2 separate regions of the Sus scrofa genome follow, and region 1 is linked to region 2. A link is a contact called in public HiChIP or PLAC-seq data. All regions are on one chromosome and are shown on one strand. Each heading gives the region's core, a stretch centred on a gene start, on an enhancer-like site or on the middle of the called end of the contact. The rest is flanking DNA. Distances are from core to core; before and after follow the strand shown. Region 1 holds the start of ZNF605 (zinc finger protein 605). Region 2 holds the start of ZNF10 (zinc finger protein 10).

The links. HiChIP or PLAC-seq counts read pairs in DNA pulled down with a chosen protein or histone mark.
Region 1: an H3K27ac HiChIP or PLAC-seq map of alveolar macrophages shows a contact between it and region 2. The contact joins the promoter of ZNF605 here to the promoter of ZNF10 in region 2. A contact is called at or near these places in 1 of 5 promoter capture datasets (liver), 4 of 47 Hi-C or Micro-C datasets (heart right ventricle, liver and skeletal muscle) and 2 of 2 datasets of contacts at active chromatin or transcription factors (alveolar macrophages and skeletal muscle).

Annotation. Positions count from the first base shown.
Region 1 is chr14:22,612,300-22,615,595 of Sscrofa11.1, forward strand. It overlaps ZNF605 (zinc finger protein 605), which reads left to right and starts at 1,780. Exons shown (of 6, transcript XM_013990316.2): 1 at 1,780-1,870.
Region 2 is chr14:22,500,812-22,504,018 of Sscrofa11.1, forward strand. It overlaps ZNF10 (zinc finger protein 10), which reads right to left and starts at 1,835. Exons shown (of 5, transcript XM_021072890.1): 1 at 1,629-1,835. ZNF891 (zinc finger protein 891) reads left to right here and starts at 1,927. Exons shown (of 2, transcript XM_021072903.1): 1 at 1,927-2,097.

The DNA of each region.
Region 1 (3,296 bases), core at 530-3,029, 110 kb after region 2:
CCCCCCCGCCCCCGCCACAACCTCATGGTTCCTAGTTGGGTTCGTTAACCACTGTGCCACGATGGGAACTCCTAGGTTGCATTTATTTAATGGTTTTTTTTCACTATTTAATGAGATGATGAAGCATGTTTCCTCCTTTAATCTACTGACAAGGTGAATTATGTTAGTTTATCAAGTCCAGAAATGTGTGAGAAAAAAAGAATGTATACATGTATGTGTGACTGGATCATCTTGCTGTGCAGCAGAAAATTGACACAATACTGTAAAATAGCTATAATGGAAAAAAATAAAAATCATTATAAAATAAAATAAAATGTATGTGAAATAAAAGTCCAGAAATGGCTTCTACTTGTTATGATATATATTTCAATGTATTGCTTGGTTCCATTTGCTATTTTTTCAGAATTTTCACATAAATATCATAACTAAGACTACTTTAAAGTTGTTTTTTTTATTTATTTTTTCTTTTTAGGGCCACACCCACCACATATGAAGTTCCCAGGCTATGGCTCGAATCAGACATAGGGCTGCCTGTCTACGCCACAACCACAGAAACGCAAGATTGGAACAGAGTCTGCAAATCTACAACACAGCTCACTGCAACGCCCTTTCCTTAACCCAGGAATCAAACTTGCATGCTCATGGATCCTAGCCAGCTTTATTACCATTAAACCACGATGGGAACCCCTTTATTTATTTATTTATTTAGTCTTTTAGCCTTTTCTTGAGCTGCTCCCATGGCACATGGAGGTTCCCAGGCTAGGGGTCTAATCGGAGCTGTAGCCACTGGTCTATGCCAGAGCCATATAGCTACGCGGGATCCGAGCTGTGTCTTGGACCTACACTTCAGCTCATGGCAATGCCAGATCCTTAACCCACTGAGCAAGGCCAGGGATCGGATCGGCAACCTCATGGTTCCTGGTTGGATTTGTTAACCACTGAGCCACGATGGGAACTCCGGGAACTCCTTTTTTTAAAATTTACCTTTGGTTATGGTATAGCTATTTGCTATCTTTGTGTGAAGAAAAGGGTTCTGCAAAAACAAACAAACAGGGTTCTGTCCAGATTTTTCCTGAATTTTTTTGGTAAGACTATATCCTTTGATAACGTGGAAGATTCACCAATTAAAACGTATTGCCAAAAGCATTTTAAACAACTGCTTTAAGTCTATAACAAATATCTTCTTTATTACCTAACTATTCCTTTAAGTAGTGTACTTTCTTAGGTTTGAAATTTAATAACTTAATGCACAGAGTTATTATATATAATTAAGCAATATATTCTTTCACAATTTTTTTTGTTGTTGTTCTTTATGGCTAATTCTGTTTTTTATCACTAATTGTTTGCTGTTTCTCCCCACTTTTGGATAAAAATCTCTAGTATGTTTTTTTTATTTTACTTAAAAAATCTGATTTATCAAGTTCAATTTTTTTCTATTTTGCCTCCTCAATTTCTGTTTTAATTTTCATTAATTTTCTTCTCTTTCCATAATTATACTTTGTTTCTCCCTAGATGTCTCATTTCATCTATTGTCATTCTTTTTGTTGGCACTGTTGTATAGGAGGCACTAAAACTTACCTATATTACTTTGATTTTATAAATTACTTTGCTCTATGCTCAAAAATGGCAAGGACGGTGAACACATTTTGAGCGGGCAGAGCCGGCTACAACCCACTGTCTGGAACAAGCTCCCCCAGGCAGGTGAAGTGGGGCTTTGCAAAAGGAAACCTCAAACCTGTCGATCGTGGAGGCGCGCCACAGAGTCCCCTGGGAAATGTAGTTCTAAACCGAGTGGGACTCTGGGAAATGTGGTTCCGCGCAGCCGCTTCCTCGGCCCGGCTGAGTCTGCCTCAGGGCTGTGGGCCAGCGGGTAAGCGTGTGCGGCTGGGGTTGGGTGCGGGACGGCGCGGCTCTAGCCTCTTCGTCCAACCCGGGCCTGTGCTGACCCCAGCGCGGACCGGCTCCGGAACCGGGCGCGAAGCAGGCGCGGATCCCGGTCCAGGTGGGGGTGAGGCTGGAGGGGTGGTGGTCCGCGGCGGAGTAGCCGTGGGGGCCGTGTGGGAAGGGAGCGGTGGGGGGCGGGGCGTGGGCGGCTGGAGCGCGGAGGCAGGAGGGAGCCGGAATTTGCTGGGCAGCGTTTGGAGGACTGGGGGGGGTCTGTAGGGGTGGGGGGGCGGTGATTGTGGGATTCGGGAGGGAGATTTGGGAGTCAGTGTTAAGGCTTCCCGTGGTGGTGGGTGATGAGGGATCTGTGAAGGGGAACTGTGGAGCTTTTAATGTGAGAACGCTGGAGAGTCGGAATGTTGGAATGTCTGTGAAAATCTATACCGAGGTTTGAGAGAAGTGAGTAGTTACGAAGCCGGTGGAGGAAACTAATTGGGTGATGGGGGCCTCTGCGAGGGACTTTTGAGGGGAGTCCTAGACTTGGGGGTCAACAGCTCTGGGAGTGAGGCAGCCCGGGAGGTTGCCCTCTGTGTGGGGTGAGTGTGTGCGTTAGAGACGTAGGTTGAGAGATGTTTGTAGGAATAATTAAGACACCAGTTCCTACTGCATAGCACAGTAAACTATATCCAATCTCCTGGGATAGATCACGATGGAAAATAGTATAGGAAAAGAAAAACAGAATGCACATATATGTATGAGTGGGTAGCTTTGCTGTACAGCAGAAATTTGGCACAATTTTGTAAATTAACTATACTTTAAAGAAATTTAAAAATTTAAAATTTCTTTAAAAACATACACAAACACAAAGACTCTAATGGTCTCTGATTTGGGTGCCTTTGGGTTGGCAGTTGGGCCTGATGGAATGAATGATCAGGCCCTGAGGGTCTGTTTGGGGGCATTTAGAGGGCTCAAAATGGTAGGACTGAGGATTTCATTAGCAGGAAGCATTGCTGGTTGTGACATTGTTGGGTTTTACCTGAGCCCTGCTCTCCTGGAAAACAAGACAGTTAAGAAATCTCTCTGGAGTTCCCATCGTGGCTTAGTGGTAACAAACCCAACTAGTATCCATGAGGATGCAGGTTTGATCCCTGGCCTTGCTTAGTGGTGCTGCAAAGAACCCCCTTCCCCACAGGACTCTCTTGTTTAACTATGACAAGGCCACAGGTAAATATACATCAGTCCCTCAAACTCTCGTCCTTTGCCTCATCAGTGATTAGCTGAACAGTTTGTCCCCACTGATCAAAATGCTTGTTAGCTAAACTTCGTTTAAGCTTCTCTCCTTCCCCAGTTCCCTGAACTTTGGTCCACCTGAAGCTTGAGCTGCTTACAGCTTTTCCTGAGAACTGTCCCCT
Region 2 (3,207 bases), core at 585-3,084:
GCCTACACCACAACCATGGCAACAGGGGAATCAGCTGCATCTGTCACCTATGCTGCAGCTTGCAGAAATGGATCCTTAACCCACTGATTGAAGCCAAGTATCAAACCCACATCCTCCTGGATACTATATCGGGTTCTCAACTTGCTGAGCCACAACTGGAAGTCCGTGATGGGCTTTTTTTTTTTTTTTTTTTGCTTTTTCAGGACCTCGCCTGCAGCATATGAAGTTCCCAGGCTAGGGGTCAAATCGGAGGTACAGCTGTCAGAGCCTATGCCACAGCAACAGAGGATCCGAGCCACATCTGCGATCTACACCGCAGCTCACAGCAACACTGGATCCTTAACCCATTGATCGAGGCCAGAGATGAAACCCACATCCTCATGGATATTAGTTGGGTTTGTTACCACTGAGCCATGACGGGAACTCCAAGGGACAATTTTAATTGAAACGAGAGGAGATTAGTCAGGTCATAGAGAAAAATTAGTGTAATGTTGAGGTGGTTTAAAAAAGGGCAGGAAAGGGTTGTGTATTTCCCAGGTGGTTAACTTGCCAACATCTCTAACATGAAAGAGGCTTTTTAGCTAGCATATTGGATGATAACCCATCTTCCCTTCTATTTCCTTTTTTTTCTTTAACAATATATTCTGTATGTGCAGTGTAGGTATAATTTAAATTCTTCACCTTCTTCATATACTTTCGATAGGACCCATGTAATTTTGATGTCAACCTTCTCTTCTGGCATTTATTCTAGATGTTAACGTACAAAGTTGATTGGTTTAACTACTCCAGTGTCAAGGGAAAATAAAAACATATTATGAGCTGTCTATGAAAAACAAAAATGGGTTAAACACAAACACACCTCCAGTTAATCTACTTGATATAAAAATAAATAACAAGCAAATGAAGATCAGGAAGCTAGGAGCTGGAGATGCAGTTTGTTTCTTTTAAAGAGTACACACAAACCCACTCAATCTTAAAACACTGGAAATATTGATAACACTAACTGATAAATTTTGAGGAAAATAATGTCAAAGTAATTTCATTAAGTGAAAATTTTTTTTAAATGAGTATTTTTAGACTAGACGAAGAAATAGAAAACGATCCGCCCCTTGTGGCCACCAAGTTTATTTAAAGTAGACCTACTTCAATGTTTGCAGCATATAACTTCTATAACATCCGCCAGTTAAAGCCGGTAGTACATATACGTACTTTTTAAAGCCAGTACGACCACGATGGAATATAAGACATTCCCTGTTCCTACGCTAACAAAAATGAGCATAATCACGTTCAGCAGCCGCTGGAAAGGGCATACTCAAATTTTTAAACATCTAGTCCCAATTGGGAAAGAAAAGGTAAACCGGAATATGAGAACGTTATTCTGCATCGCTGAGAACAAGCGGTTCAAATTCCGCACCACCTCCCGGCACATTCCAGTACTAGGGTCCTGTCCCACTAACGCGACGGCGGGAACTCCTGGGCACCAGGGTACACCCAGGCCGGGGGGGCGAAAGTCAGAGAAAAAAAACCACTTGCCGGTGAAACGACCGCCGGCCCAGAACGACGAGGTTAACAAACAGGGGTACAACGTCTCGGAGAAGCGAGCACGAAACCGGCCCTTTCGTGCGTACCTGCGATCAGCACCCGGAGGCTCCGCACCTGGGAGATCCGGGGCGGGGACGACGCCGTCACAATGGCAGGGGCCGCAGCCGGCGCGCTCCGGACTAGGCCTCCACGCCCCGCGCAGTCCAGAACCGGCGGCCGCTGCGCCCTCCCACCCGGCCTCCTAGCGCCCACGCCCTCCCCACGCCGCGTCCCACGCCGCGTCCGGCCCTCGCTCACACGCACGCGCACGCGTCCCTGCCAATCACGACCCGCGAGCTGAGCAAGCCTTGACGCAGGGCGCAGACTCGCTTCTCCGGGCGGCGCAGGGGCTGCTGGGAGATGTCGTCCAGGTTCTTTCCCCACCAGCGGCGAGTGCGCGGCCTGTACCCCTCCTCACGATCCGGGCCTGGTTCCTCCGCCTTCCCCGGGAGCTCTCCCTACTTGCCCACGGCGGCTCGGTAGTTCCGACCCGAGAGACAGGTACCCCGGGGACAGGTGAGCGCATAGCTTAGGCGCGTGGAGGTAGAGGAAACGTGGAAGGGTGAGGGGTGAGGAGAGCTTAGGCTCCCGCGCGGTAGTCGGGCTTGAGTCCCCCAAGGTGGGGGGCGCCTGCCTGAAGGGGGCGGTGAGAGGGTGGCCTTGGCGGAGGCTGGCTTCCTTGCCTGGAGCGCGGAAAGAAGGAGGCTGGAGCTGGGGTTTGACCTCACTCTGTGAGCAAGAGGAGCAGCGATACTTTTTACCTTGCCCAGGAACTTTTCTTGAATCTTTCTTAACCTTGGTCAACTAAAAAAAAAAGCATAACCTAAAAGTTGAGAATTGTGTTTTATTCCGCAAACTTTATGAGTACGTAAGCCCAGGGTACAGCATCTCAGATTGGTCCCAGGGGCAGAAGAGGTAAGGGAGGAGCCTGGATATATAGGGGTTTTTGCAGCAAAGACCCAGTAGTCAAAATATCAAAAGATTTCTACTAATTAAGGAAAAGCTGACATCTGAAATTTCACATATTTAGCCCTTTTCTATGTAAGATGTAAGAGTCTGGGTTCACTGAAATCATTCCTTTTATTTGCATCTTGACTGTCTAGGACCAGTGTCCTGTGTTTCTCCATCCTGAATCCCCCCAGGGTGCACCTTGGGGGTGGACAGCTGCAGTGGCTGATGGCATGCTGGCTGCAGGACCTTTGTTTGTTAGTATGACAGACTGTCATTCTATGTCCAGAGCACCTCTTTTTGGTCATTAATTCAGTCAGTGTTTGGGAGCGTTTCATGACTGGTTTTGTCCCACAGCACTAGGAAAGCTCATTCCTAACTAGATCAGGCAAAGATTTCTGTTGATAGGCCATTAGATGTGCTGAATTTTTTTTTCTTTTTTTTCTTTTTTTTTTTTTTTTTTTTTGATTAGGCCCTGTTGGTAATCTCAAATTCTGTAGATCGGCTTGTCTAACTAGTTTATTACTTTTTTTTTTTTTTTTTTGCCTTTTGCGGCGGCACCCACAGCATATGGAGGTTCCCAGGCAAGGGGTCTAATTGGAGCTACAGCTGCTGGCCTACACCACAGCAACAGCAATGCCAGATCCAAGCTGTGTCTGTGACCTATACCACAGATCA